Linked DNA regions of Sus scrofa: region 1 is linked to region 2. A link is a contact called in public HiChIP or PLAC-seq data. All regions are on one chromosome and are shown on one strand. The core of a region is the stretch at or near the end of the contact, and the rest is flanking DNA. Distances in the headings are between cores, read along the strand shown. Region 1 holds the start of KHDRBS1 (KH domain containing, RNA binding, signal transduction associated 1). Region 2 holds the start of COL16A1 (collagen alpha-1(XVI) chain).

Region 1 (6,129 bases), core at 221-2,720, 290 kb before region 2:
GGCTTTAGGGAGAAATGAGAGCGACTAAGTGACGGCCACTGCTGAGCAGGAAAGGAACTAGCCTACAGACAGAGAACAAAGACTACTATTCCTAATCTATTTCACTACTGAAGCAAAAAGGAGCGGGGGAGAGGGCGGAGGGAGACCAAACCTTTCAGGTACAAGCATCATGCAACTTCTCTCAATTTTTTCCTCATCTTATTGGGAATGCCATGCAAACCATCCTTTACCTCCCTCTATCATCCCCTTTCACTGTCACTGGCGTTATTATTTTTTTCCCCCTCTTGAGTGACAAACACACGTTGTAAAAGAATGGGGTCCAATCTTCCGACTGCAGCAGTGACCACCTTATCGGCCCAAGTTGGAAATTTGATTCCTAAAATCTTAAGCTTCGATTCCCACAGGTTGCTCCTGCCTCCGAGCAACTCAAGCTCCAGTTACCACTAAGTCCGATCCGGCCCCAGCGGCCGCGGCCGCGGCGCGCTGAATAGGGCACCCTAGCCTCACCCCATCTCACCTCGGCCCTCCCTCCCACGGTTCCTCCCGGCTCAGGCTGTCTTCACCTCCTACACCCTCAGTCAGGCGCCGACCGCCACCAGCGATCAAATAAGCTTTCCCTTTGGGGGAAGGGAGAGAAGGTGGTTCATTTCTGGAAGAATCCGAACACTCGGAGCGCGGGGCAGCTGCAAGAGGTGGGAGGGGAAGGGTCGGCAAGGGGGCGGGAGCGCGGCACAAAATCCATCAAGATCTTAGCGCTAAGAGATCGCCAAGTCCCCTTCGGGCCTCCACTGCAGCCTAGAAATTCTCCCTCGCACTCTGGGTCGGGATGGGAAAGTGGAATCCAGACTCCCGAAGATGATAACGAGAGAAGGGGAGTCCATGACTTCCCCGGTCCCCAGGGGGCGGGAAACGAGAGAAACAAAGCCACTGCCACCCTTGCCCCCGCGTAGCCGGGCGACCCAAAGGGACCACGGAGGCCCGCTTACCTGCTGTCAGCAACTGCATGGCGTGAGTGAAGGACGGGTCGAGCGAGTCCTTCTCGGCCATGAGTTCGGGTAGGTACTTGTTCTCCGGCTCCATCTTGACGGAGGCAGTGGCTGAGGGGGGCAGCAGCGGGGTCGGCGCTGGACCGCCCACTGTCGCGTCGGGACCGGTGGCCGAGGGCGGCAGCAGCGGTGGCGGCTGCGTGGCGGGCGAGGCCCGGGCACCCCCCCGGGATCCCCCTCCGCCTCCCCGGGATCGGTGAGGCAGCGGAGGCTGCCGAGACGGCGCCTGACGCACTGAGGGGTGGGCACCTGAGGGGTCCATGGAGCCGCTGCGGCCCGAGGACCGGCTCATGCGCGCGGCGGGATCGTCTCGGCGCTGCATTGGAGAGGATGTCCGATCAAATGATCGAGGAAGCGACGCGGCAGAGGCCCCAGCGGCGGTTGGCGGGGGTAGGAGAGCGGGAGCTACGGCGACCGAAGCCGACCCAAGCGACCCAGCGAAAGAGAGCACCGGAAATGAGGCGGCGCGCAGGCGCACCAGGAACCGGCACCGCCCTTGGGTCTCTCCGCGGAGAACAAAGTCCCGGTCGGGCCACGGCGCCTGCGCACCGCCGCGGAGTCCGAAGAAGTCGCCTTCCAACTCCCGTGTTCCCTGTGAGCCCGCCAGGCCGGAGCCGCGTGCGCGTGCGCGGGTGGCCGCGGGCTTCGTTCGTTTTCTTTTTCCACGTGACTCGGCGCTAGCGGGACACGTGTCTCCTCCCCCTTCTGGCCGGGTGCGCGGAGGGGGCGGGGGCTGTGGAATGTCTTTGTCTGCGCGCGGGCCCGCGGCCTGTGGGGCGGGAGACCTGTTACTCCAGGGCCACGCCCCCTCCAACGGCCGAACTGCTAGGGGTGCCTCTGTTCAGTGGAGTGGAGTGGGGTGGGGAAGGGGGGAGGTCACTGAATAAAAGAGACCCGCGTGGGGGCCGTGGGAGGGGAAGGAGAGAGCACTGGCGTCGTCTGCCCAGAAAGAAAGGAGGGAGAGAGACTGCCTGAACGGGGAGAGGGAAAGGAGCCAGGGAGATGAGGAAGGGACGACCAGGGAGAGTCTGACGCAGGATTGAGGGGTGGAAATAGGAAAGGGAAGTTTGGAAGGGGGCAGTGAGGAAGGACCGGTCAGTGGGACGACTGGAGGCTATTGGAAGACTTGAACTAAGAGGGAGGGCTCGGATTGGACCTGATATCTAGCCAGGAAACGGGGCCCCAGACCAGAGCAGGGAAGCCAAGTAGTACCCCATGGTTTTCAACGTAGTGGGGTTTTTTTTGTTTGTTTTGTTTTTGTTTTTGATTTTTAGGGCACACCTGCGGCATATGGAGGTTCCCAGGCTATGGGTCGAATCGGAGCTGTAGCTGCTGGCCTTTGCCACAGGCATAGCACACAGAATCCGAGCCGAGTCTGTGACCTACACCACAGCTCAAGGCAACACCAGATTGTTAACCCACTGAGCAAGACCAGGGATCCAACCTGTGTCCTAGTGGATGCTAGTCAATTCGTTAACCACTGAGCCAGGGGGAGAACTCCTAAAGTAGGTTCTTGAACGTTAGCTGTTGGTCAGAGAAGTCATCTTAAAAGAGGAAGCATTTTAGCTCTTTACATATAGTACTGCTTTCCATAGATGTGTTTTGTCCGCAAAAAAAGTGGGATAGAGGCCAGCACCTTAATCTGTGATGGTTGCATCTTTAGGGTGATTCCTTCTACTGATGTGAGCGCTAATCCCCCTGCCCTTCCCGATGAATCATTCCACGCTTGCTCAAAAAGACCACTGCTCTCAAGGCCAAGATATTGCAGCAGTCTCCTCATCCTGGGGTGCTATATGCAGATGAAGGCTAGGTCTCTATTCGCCCATAAACTCTAAAACACCTGGTACCATCTCTAACTCTTTTCTTCCCTCCGCAGATTTTTTGCTTCCCCCATTCAAAGCACTCCCATCCCTTTTCCTCCTGGATCAGTTCCCTAATAAACCCACGCTTTTCAAAAGCATTTCTGGAAATCGTCCTCTGGGTGCCTGGAAACTGCTAATTTTTAGACCTGAAACTTAGAAACCTTCAGCTAGGGAACATTAAGCCCTGACTACCTTCTTGGGGATGGGGAGAGAAATCACCGGCAGAAATGAGAACAAAACACAGTCCTATCCATAAATTATCCCATATGTGTATTTATCTCCAGTGTCTAGGGTAGTACTTTACTTTGAGGACACATAAGTAGTTTACAGTCATGTACAAGAAAACAATGTTTTTGAATAATTGTAGTGAAGAGAGTAATGTGACAAATGCCCAAAGATAAATGAATATTAGGTGGGATTGGACTTCAAAGTGGAATATAGATTTTGGCCAGGGGAGAATGAGTTCTAGGCAAAAGGAAATGTGAATAAATGAACAGAGATGAAAATGTCACAGATGCATTTAAGGAATGGGAGAAATCCAGTTGCAGACTGTGAAGAGATAGGTGGAATGAGAGAGCAAATGCATGGAGGAGGGGAAAGGGGGTGACAAGGATTTATAGCTCCCTTGCAACTCATTTCTGCTGCTGTCCTTGAAACTCCTGGTTGGGTGGTGGTGTTGCAAACGGCTGAAGTGCCCTTGCTCTGTAATGAGATACCCAAATGGAGGTACCTTGAGCTGAGGCTAATAAAACTTTGATAAAGAAGTGTCTGAGAGGGCACTGGGTAGTGGTATCTATGGGTTTCTAGACTAGAATCAACATTCTTTCTGGGAGGCTGCCAAGTCTTTACTTGCTTTGTCTGAAGGTGGGGTCGAGGGGGAAGTTTGAGCTCTTCTTCCTAGTGAGACACACAAAAGGTAATCTCTGAGGCAATGGGTTGTGAGGCTGCAGTGTATTTACCAAGTAGGTGAAGCAACACCTACTTCAGGGGGGCTTCCCTGGAGTCTGGGCAGAGTAATTCCTGTCCTGAAAGCCTAGAGGTCTGGATTTGATTTTTTTTTTTTTTTTTTTTTTGTCTTTGCGGGGTTGCACCTGCAGCATATGGAGGTTCCCAGCTAGGGGTCTAATCAGAGCTACAGCTGCCAGCCTACCCCACGGCTCACAGCAATGTCAGATCTGAGCCTCCTCTGAGACCTACACCATAGCTCACAGCAACGCCAGATTCTTAACTCACTGAGCGAGGCCAGGGGTTGAACCCGCAACCTCATGGTTCCTAGTCAGATTCATTTCTGCTGCGCCATGACACAAACTCCTGGGTTTGATTTTGTGTTAATCACAGTATTCTGCCCTAGGCTCATCTAAAGGTATTAACAGCATGGCCTTGTGAAAAGACTGACTTTGGAGTGAGGCAGACAAATTCAAAGCCATCAAGTCCTCACCGTGAGTCATTAGGGAAACCATAACCTGTCTGGGCCTCTGTTGCCTCCTCTATAAAGTGGAGGTATAGTATCTATCTTGCAGAATTGTGAACATGAACAAACACCAGTGTAAACCTCCTGACAGTAGGATTTATAAACCGAATAATAATGATTATTATTCCATTTAGTGCCTAATGAAGATTTTTGGGTGCTTCATGTTAGCTGTGCATCTGAAAGGCCTGTTCTTTAATCTATCTTGTTTTCACTGACTATGTCTAGACTTTGTTGGGGGGGGGCGGTGGAGAAGTTTATTCTGCCCTATTTCCTCCCTTAATCCTGTTAGTATGGTATGTATAGGATGCAGGAGCAATTGAGAGAGCATAGTGATTCAGATTGAGTTAGACACAAATGCTGGCTCTTCCTCTTACCTGCAGGATGATTGAGCACATTACTTGACATTCCTCAGCCTCTGCTTTCTCCTCCCTGATAAAGCAGGGGTCCTAACAATACTGACCTAGGCTGTTAGGATTAAGAGAGATAGTGTTTGTAAAGCACTCAGCACAGGAGCTGCCAATTAGTAGGTGCTTGATAAATGATAGTGGCTATTATTATTACTATACATTTTATTGATTACCTTGTAGCATACTCTCATTTGAGTCCCTAACAGAGAGGCAAGAAGGATTTTTTTTTTTTTTTTTTTTTTTTTGCCTGTAGCTGCTTGACCCATGTGATCTCCACCAATGGAGGATCTGCAGACCCCATCTGCCTCCCCTGCCTCGCAGCCAGTTCCCAGAAGAGGGCTCCAGCCCTGGACAGGTTTCTCTTCCAAGAATGTAGTTCATCTGTACATTTTTTTTTTTTTCTCTTTAAGGCCGAACTTGCGGCATATGGATGTTCCCAGGCTAGGGGTCGAATCAGAGCTACAGCTGCCAGTCACAGCCACAGCCATAACAACACAGGATCCGAGCCTTGTCTGCAACCCACACCACAGCTCATGGCAATGCAGGATCCCTCACCTGCTGAGTGAGGACTGGGATTGACCTGCATCTTCATGGATACTAGTCAGATTCGTGTCCACTGAATCACAAGGGGAACTCCCCCAACTGTTCATTCTTAAACAGCTATTTGGTGCTAAATATGTGGACGGTGGGGAAGGAAAAAGGAAGACAGATTCAATATTTAAATTTTTTCTAAGATTTTTAAATTATAAAAATATATGCTTTGGAGTTTCCATTGTGGCTCAGCAGAAACGAATCTGACTAGCATCCATGAGGACCCAGGTTCTATCCCTGGCCTCGCTCAGTAGGTTAAGGATCCATCATTACTGTGAACTGTGGTGTATATCACAGAAGAAGCTCGGATCCTGAGTTGCTGTGGCTGTGGTGTAGGCTGGCATCTACAGCTCTGATTTGACCCCTAGCCTGGGAACCTCCATATGCTGCAGGTGCGGCCCTAACAAGGCAAAAAATAGTAGTAATAATAATAAATAAATAAATAAAATACCAAAAAAATGTGCTTTGAGGAGTTCCTGTTGTGGCTCAGCGGTCACAAACCTGACTAGTATCCATGAGGACGCTGGTTCGATCCCTGGCCTTGCTCAACACCTAGCCTGGGAGTTTCCTTATGCCATAGGTGCAGCCCTGAAAAAGCAAAAAAAAAAAAAAAAAAAAAAATATATATATATATATATGTATATGCTTTGATTGTTTTAACATCTCTGTGCTTCATTTCCTCTTCTGTGAGTTGGGGGTAAACTACACCTAATTGATAGAGCTGTTATAAGGGCTCAGAGTACATAATTAGA
Region 2 (6,271 bases), core at 1,998-4,497:
AGGTTTGATCCCTGGCCTCACTCAGTGGATTAAGGATCTGGCATTGCTCTGAGCTGTGGTATAGGTTGAAGATGTGGCTTGGATCCCAAGTTGCTGTGGCTGTGGCATAGGCTGGCAGCTGTAGCTCCAATTTGACTCCTAGCCCAGGAACTTCCACATGCGGCATGTGCAGCCCTGAAAAAAAAAGAAGGCAACCCTTGCGCTGAGCTTTGAAAACTACTTGATAGCTCAGCAGGCAGAGAAGGGGAAAGGGCACTCCAGGCAGAGGGTGCCCTGTAAGCAAAGGCAGGGAGGTAGGTTTGGAGAATTGCAAATCATGTGGTCTGGGTGGAGAGGAGAGTTTCAGAAGGATGGGCTGCAGAGATGAGTGGCAAGGGAGGCAGGTTCTGATGGCAGTGGGCCCTGTGGGCCATGATAGAGGTTAGGATTCTATTTTGAGGGCTGCTGGCGAATCACTGGAGCAGACTTGGGTTTTAGAAAGATTTCTGTAGCTACCAAGGCAAGATGAATTCAACGAATATATTTTGAGCACTTTCTATGTGCTGCGCCCCACTCTGGGTCCTGAGGATTCCACTCCAAATGAGGCACAGCCAGTCTCAGCCCTGCCAGGACACAACAGGCAGATGGGGCAGGTGGAACTCTTGGCACATGAACTCAAGAAATACCCTATTTCTGGGGAGTTACCGTTGTGGCTCAGCAGTAATGAACCCGACTGGTATCCATGAGGATGCGGGTTTGATCCCTGGCCTTGCCGAGTGGGTTAAGGATCTGGTGTTTCCGTGAGCTGCAGACTTGGCTTGGATCTGGCCTTGCTGTGGCTGTGGTGTAGGCCAGTGGCTACAGGTCCAATTTGACCCCTAGCCTGAGAACTTCCATATGCTGCAGGTGCAGTCCTAAAAAGCCAAAAAAAAAAAAAAAAAAAAAAAAAAAAAGAGAGAGAGAGAGAAAGAAAAGAAACACCCTATTTCTGAATTCTTATTGAATCAGCTCCAATCTGACTTTTGCCCTCAGCCCTTTCCTACAAGTTGGCATAAAATTCAATCGCAAACATCCCTGGGGCCCCCAGCCACTTTCTCCATAGGCTTGTGCAAGGTCCTATAGTCCCACCTGGGTCTAAGCATGAAGTCCTGATTCTGGGTACACTGGTTTCACAGAGATATATGTCCACTGTACTAGCCATGTGGTCCCTCGAGGTTCAGCAACTCAGCCATTCCTCTGCCATCTGGAGGCACTGAGGCTAGTACCCCAGGGCTTGGGCTTCAGCCTCCCCAGATGCTCTACCCACCCTGCCCGCCACCCCAGCTCCTATTACCTGTCAGGAGAGGGGCTGCCGAATGCAGATCCACACCATTCACACCACCCCCACGTCTGGCCCCTCTGCAGCTGGCTGCGCCCTCTCCTTCCTCTACCCACATCTGCTGCCCACTTCTCTCCATCCCTTGGGGAACACAGTCAATTCCAGAAGGCTAGCTTTTTCAAAAGTCAGGATGAGCCATCAGACATCAAGCAGCTTTTGTGTTCAGCCCTGCACAAGTTCCCTGAGGCTAGAAAAATCAAATGGCTAGGATACCAGCTTGGAACTGGGAGGGGTACAAAATAATTAACATATCAATAGATAATTCTGCCACAAAAGTGGGTAAGTGATGAGAGACCTGGGCACTGGGTCCTGCGGGAGCTCAGAGAAGGGGTTCCTGACTCCTGCCCAAGAAGGAGAGCAGCCAGATGGAGTCCTGAAGACAGCAAGGAAAAGGGAATGGCCGGTATGAAGGCTAGAGCCAACGGGTGTTTGAGGGACTGAACATTGCCCTGTGAGAATAGCTAGGACTGAGGAGGTGGGGCTGGGTGATAAAGAGCCTCCTGAGTCCCAAGCCAAGGTTTAGAGTTCATTTTGACCAGGGGAAGCCACTGGAAGCTTTTTTTTTTTTTTTTTTTTTTTTTTTTTTTTTGTCTTTTTTAGGGCCACGCCCGAGACATATGAAAGTTCCCAGGCTAGGGGTGTTACCAGAGCTGTAGCTGCCGGCCTACGTCACAGCCACAGGAACGCCGGATCCTTAACCCATTGAGCGAGGCCAGGGATAGGACTTGCATCCTCATGGACACTAGTTGGGTTCATGACCGCTGAGCCATGATTGGGAACTCCCGCCACTGAAAGCTTTGAGTCAGGAAGTGACACAAGCAGATCTCTGGTTTAGAAACACTTGGTTTGCTAGTAGTAGAAAAGTGGATAGAGAGAGGGTAAAATTGAAGGCAGGGAAAGCAGTTGGCAGGAGTTGCAGAAATCCAGGCAAAGGAGAGAGGCTTCCTGGACCCTTGGCAGTGGTGGTGATGGGCAGAAGCTAATATCCATAGATAATGAGGAAGAAGAGACGGGACTTGGGGGGAAGATCTTCAAATGACTATGGGAGGGGGCGAATCCCTGAAATGGAGCAGAGCAGGATGGTTGTGTGAGGGTGCCAGGAAGGAAGAACATCCAGGGAGAGGAAGGAAGAATTAGGGGTACAATGGACGCCACCCCCCACCCCATCTCTGCATCCCGCGATTCCCAAACTTCCCACTAGATGGAGGACTGGTGCTGGGAGACCAGTCCGCCTCCCATCCTCTGCCCCTCAACCCCCGGTGGGATGGGCCTCCACTTGCGCCTCTCCAAACCCCGCATCGCTGAAGTCGCCAGAAGGGCGCATGTATTGGGGGCCAGCAGTTGCCCCCACTCCCCAGGAATGTGCCCTCAGTCTCTAGGGCACCCAGCAGTAGGGGCAACAGGCCAAAGACCTCTGCCCCAAGTGCCCCCGTGCCCGGCTTTGTGCCCGCGTATACAGGGGTGCTTGCATACTCGGGGCTGCCTCCACCGCTTCAGCCTCCAAGACAGCCTGGCTTCCACAGACAGATACGTCCTCAGCTTTAGAGGCCTCCCCGTCAATGGCGCCATTGTTACTCCCTGACGCTCTCTTCCCCGACCCCGCGCTGGAGGAGGAGGCTCCCGTTCCCCTCGCTTCTGTCCCGGCCGCCAGAAGAGGGGGCCAGCACCAGTCCCAGGCTGTTAGAGGCCAGGGATCCAGGCCTCTCTGGACCCTGGGGCCAGGATACAAGGTTGGCTCTGGGCGGAGCCAGATAGGAGGCGGGGCCTAGGGTGGAGTCAGGGAAAGGCCCCCGGGTGGTGGGTGTGGCCCAAGGCGAGCTAGGGGCGTGGCCGATGGGGGTGGGGTGGGGATTTCCCGAACCCGGTCGCATCCTCCCCTCACCCTCCGCACAGCCCTCCAGCCGCTCCACCCTCCGCCCCAGCCGCTGCGGTCGCCCGGGAGCCCCGCCCGCTCTGGCCCTCAGTCCAATAGCCAGACAGACCGACCGTCGGAAGGCTCCAGGCCCCACTTAACAAAGGTCTTTTCTCGGGAGGCCGCGCCCAGCTCCCTGGAACTGCCAGGCTTTGAGGAGCGGGAGGAGGAAGGCGGGCGTGGGGGATGGGGAGGGAATGCATTTATTGGGCCTGCACCTCCACCCCACCCCCCCGCCCCCCGCGATCCCAAGGGTGTCCGTTCTTTTCTGGATAGACAGCTGGAGGTTCTGGGGCTCAAGCCCCGAACAGGAGGAGCGGGTCAGACGCCTGCACCGCCACGAGGCCGGCGTTTCTTCCCCTCTGCGCTCAGGCCTGGAGCAGTCTCTAAAAATAGACCGAGGCGCGGGAACCTGCCTATCCCGGAGGGGGTCTGGGAGGCCTGAGTCACCCTGGCGGGAGGGCCTCCCCCGCTACCCCCCATCTCGGGAGCCGAGGACGCCTTGACGCCCGGCCGGGCATCGCTCCGATCCTGTTGGCGGGACTCTGCGCTCTTGGCGGTGCCTTGTCCCCCCTCCCAGGCCCGGGGAGCAGTCCAGGCGATGGCGGCCCAGGCCGGGTGAGCGGTAGCCGTCACAGCCGGGAAGGATTAGGAGGTTCTGGTCCTGATTTATTTCGTTGTTTTTGTGCGTCTGGCGGCAGCCCCCCCCCAATCCCCCGCCCGCGGGCGGGACGGTCACTGCTACACCTGCCCTTCTTCTCCCACCCAGGCCCATGGAGATGTTCTAGGCTTCTGGGTGGGGACCTGGGCTCAGAGCAGGAAAACTCCCTAATTTAGATCTTAGAGGTTTCGGAGTTAGCACCCCCAACAGAAAACAGTTCCAGAGAGAGGAAGAGGCCTATTATGACACAGCAGATTGCGCTGTAACAACCCTGGATTCAAATCACAGCTCTGATTCTTAGCAAGCCACTTCTTAGGGTCTGTTTCCTTACTGTGAAGTGCTCAAGTTGAGGAAGACAACTGTTCACCTGTAAAATGGGAGTAATGATAGGATTGTCCTGATGAATAAAATTCTTTTTTGATTTTTCTCTTTTCTTTGGCTGCTACCCATGGCATGTGGAAGTTCTCAGACTAGGGATCGACCTACACCACAGCTGGGGCAACCACTGTGTCAGGCCAGGGATCAAACCAGGACCCAGCCACTGCAGTTGGACTCTTAACCTACTGCACCACAGCAGGAATTCCTAAAATTCTTTTTTATTTTTATTTCATTTCATTTTTGGGGGGTCTTTTTGTCTTTTTAGGGCTGCATCCATGGCATATGGAGGTTCCCAGGCTAGGGGTCTAATCAGAGCTGTTGCTGCCAGCCTACGCCAGAGCCACAGCAATGCCAGATCCGAGCCATATCTGTGAACTACACCACAGCTCACGGCAATGCCAGATCCTTAACCCACTGAGCGAGGCCAGGGATTGAACCCACAACCTCATGGTTCCTAGTCGGATTCGTTTCTGCTGCACCAAGACAGGAACTCCATTAAAATTTTTTTTAAAAAGAAGCAATGGAGTTCTCATTGTGGTTCAGTGGGTTAAGAACATGACATAGCATCTGTGAGGATGTGAGTTCAGTCCCTGGCCTTGCTCAGTGGGTTAAGGATTGGGTGTTACCGCAAGCTGCAGCATGGGTCCCAGATGCGACTCAGATTTGGTGTTGCTATGGCTGTGGCATAGGCCTGCAGCTGCAGCTCCTATTCGACCCCTAGCCTGGGAACTTCCACATGCTGCAGGTGCGGCAGTAAAAAGAAAACATTTAAAAAATAAAAATAAAAAACAGCAGTGACATGTTGGGTGTTAAATATGGGTTCAGTCCTGCTCAGCAAGTTAGTTATCATCTCTGGCACCTATTTTTCTCCTTTTCTGGATGTACCGAGGAGGATTAATGGGTGTGGTGTGCTTAGCTCTCTGCCTGGAAGGGCTCAGCTAAGCTGGTTGGGGCCTGGTCACAGGGGCGCTTGGGTGAATGTAGAACACCTGGGCCAAAGTGGGGGAAATGGGGGGCATCCTGGCTTGGCATGGGTCTGTCTCACCTGTTCCCCTTTCTGAGGAGGGGGCATGTTTGGGTCATTACGGGTTTAAGAGCCTCTGCCCTGGGGAATGGAAGGGGCTCAAGAGTCCTTACGATCAGCTTTTTTAGTGTCAGCAAAGGGCAGGGGTCCTCCTAAAGCCAAGCAGTGCATTAAAGCTGATGCTGACCCTGACCCCGAGCCTGAAACCAGGTCCCCCAGTCCCAGGCTCTTTCTTCCCACCTTCCAACCACCTCTTCTCATTCTTCCAAACACCAGTGTCAAGTCTTTTCTGAATGATCCAGTTGCTTTTATTTCTTTACATATTATTTGTTATTTATGCCACTTCATGGGGAAAAACATGTCTGATATCTGTTGGAAATATCATTGACCTTTCAAAGCTACAGGAAATCAGCTATATTGTAAATAGGAAGGAGGTGGAGGACTGTCAGAGATGAACATGGGTGTGAGGTGCTGGGCAAGAGTCCCTGGTGAGGAGTTCCCTTTGTGGCTTGGCAGGTTAAGAACTGACTGGTATACATAAGAATGCATGTTCAATCCCTGGCCTTGCTCAGTGGGTTAAGGATCTGGCGTTGCCAAAAGCTGCAGTGTAGGTTGAAGATGCGATTCCAATCTGGTGTTGCTGTGGCTGTGGCGTAGGCTGGCAGCTGCAGCTCCAATTCAGCCCCTAGTCTAGGAACTTCCATATGCTGTGGGTGCGGCTGCGAAAAAAGAAAAAAAATGAAAAGAGTCCCTGGTGAATTAGTAGCCCTCCCCCAAAATAATAATGTTAATAATGGACGTTTTTGAGCGTTTACTATGGGCTTGGCTTAGTTTCATGCATTATCTCATTTAATCCTCCCGACAGTTCCATGTGGTTAGGTGTTATCATTATTACCCCATTTGGAATGGAAACTAAGGGCTCAGAGAGGTAAAAGAATT

What was found. HiChIP or PLAC-seq counts read pairs in DNA pulled down with a chosen protein or histone mark.
Region 1: a contact with region 2 is called in an H3K27ac HiChIP or PLAC-seq map of alveolar macrophages. The contact joins the promoter of KHDRBS1 here to the promoter of COL16A1 in region 2. A contact is called at or near these places in 1 of 5 promoter capture datasets (fetal liver), 1 of 47 Hi-C or Micro-C datasets (skeletal muscle) and 1 of 2 datasets of contacts at active chromatin or transcription factors (alveolar macrophages).

The regions. Positions count from the first base shown.
Region 1 is chr6:88,525,748-88,531,876 of Sscrofa11.1, reverse strand. It overlaps KHDRBS1 (KH domain containing, RNA binding, signal transduction associated 1), which reads right to left and starts at 1,470. Exons shown (of 9, transcript NM_001243596.1): 1 at 987-1,470. The coding sequence starts at 1,368.
Region 2 is chr6:88,240,693-88,246,963 of Sscrofa11.1, reverse strand. COL16A1 (collagen alpha-1(XVI) chain) reads left to right here and starts at 3,247. Exons shown (of 73, transcript XM_021095778.1): 1 at 3,247-3,375.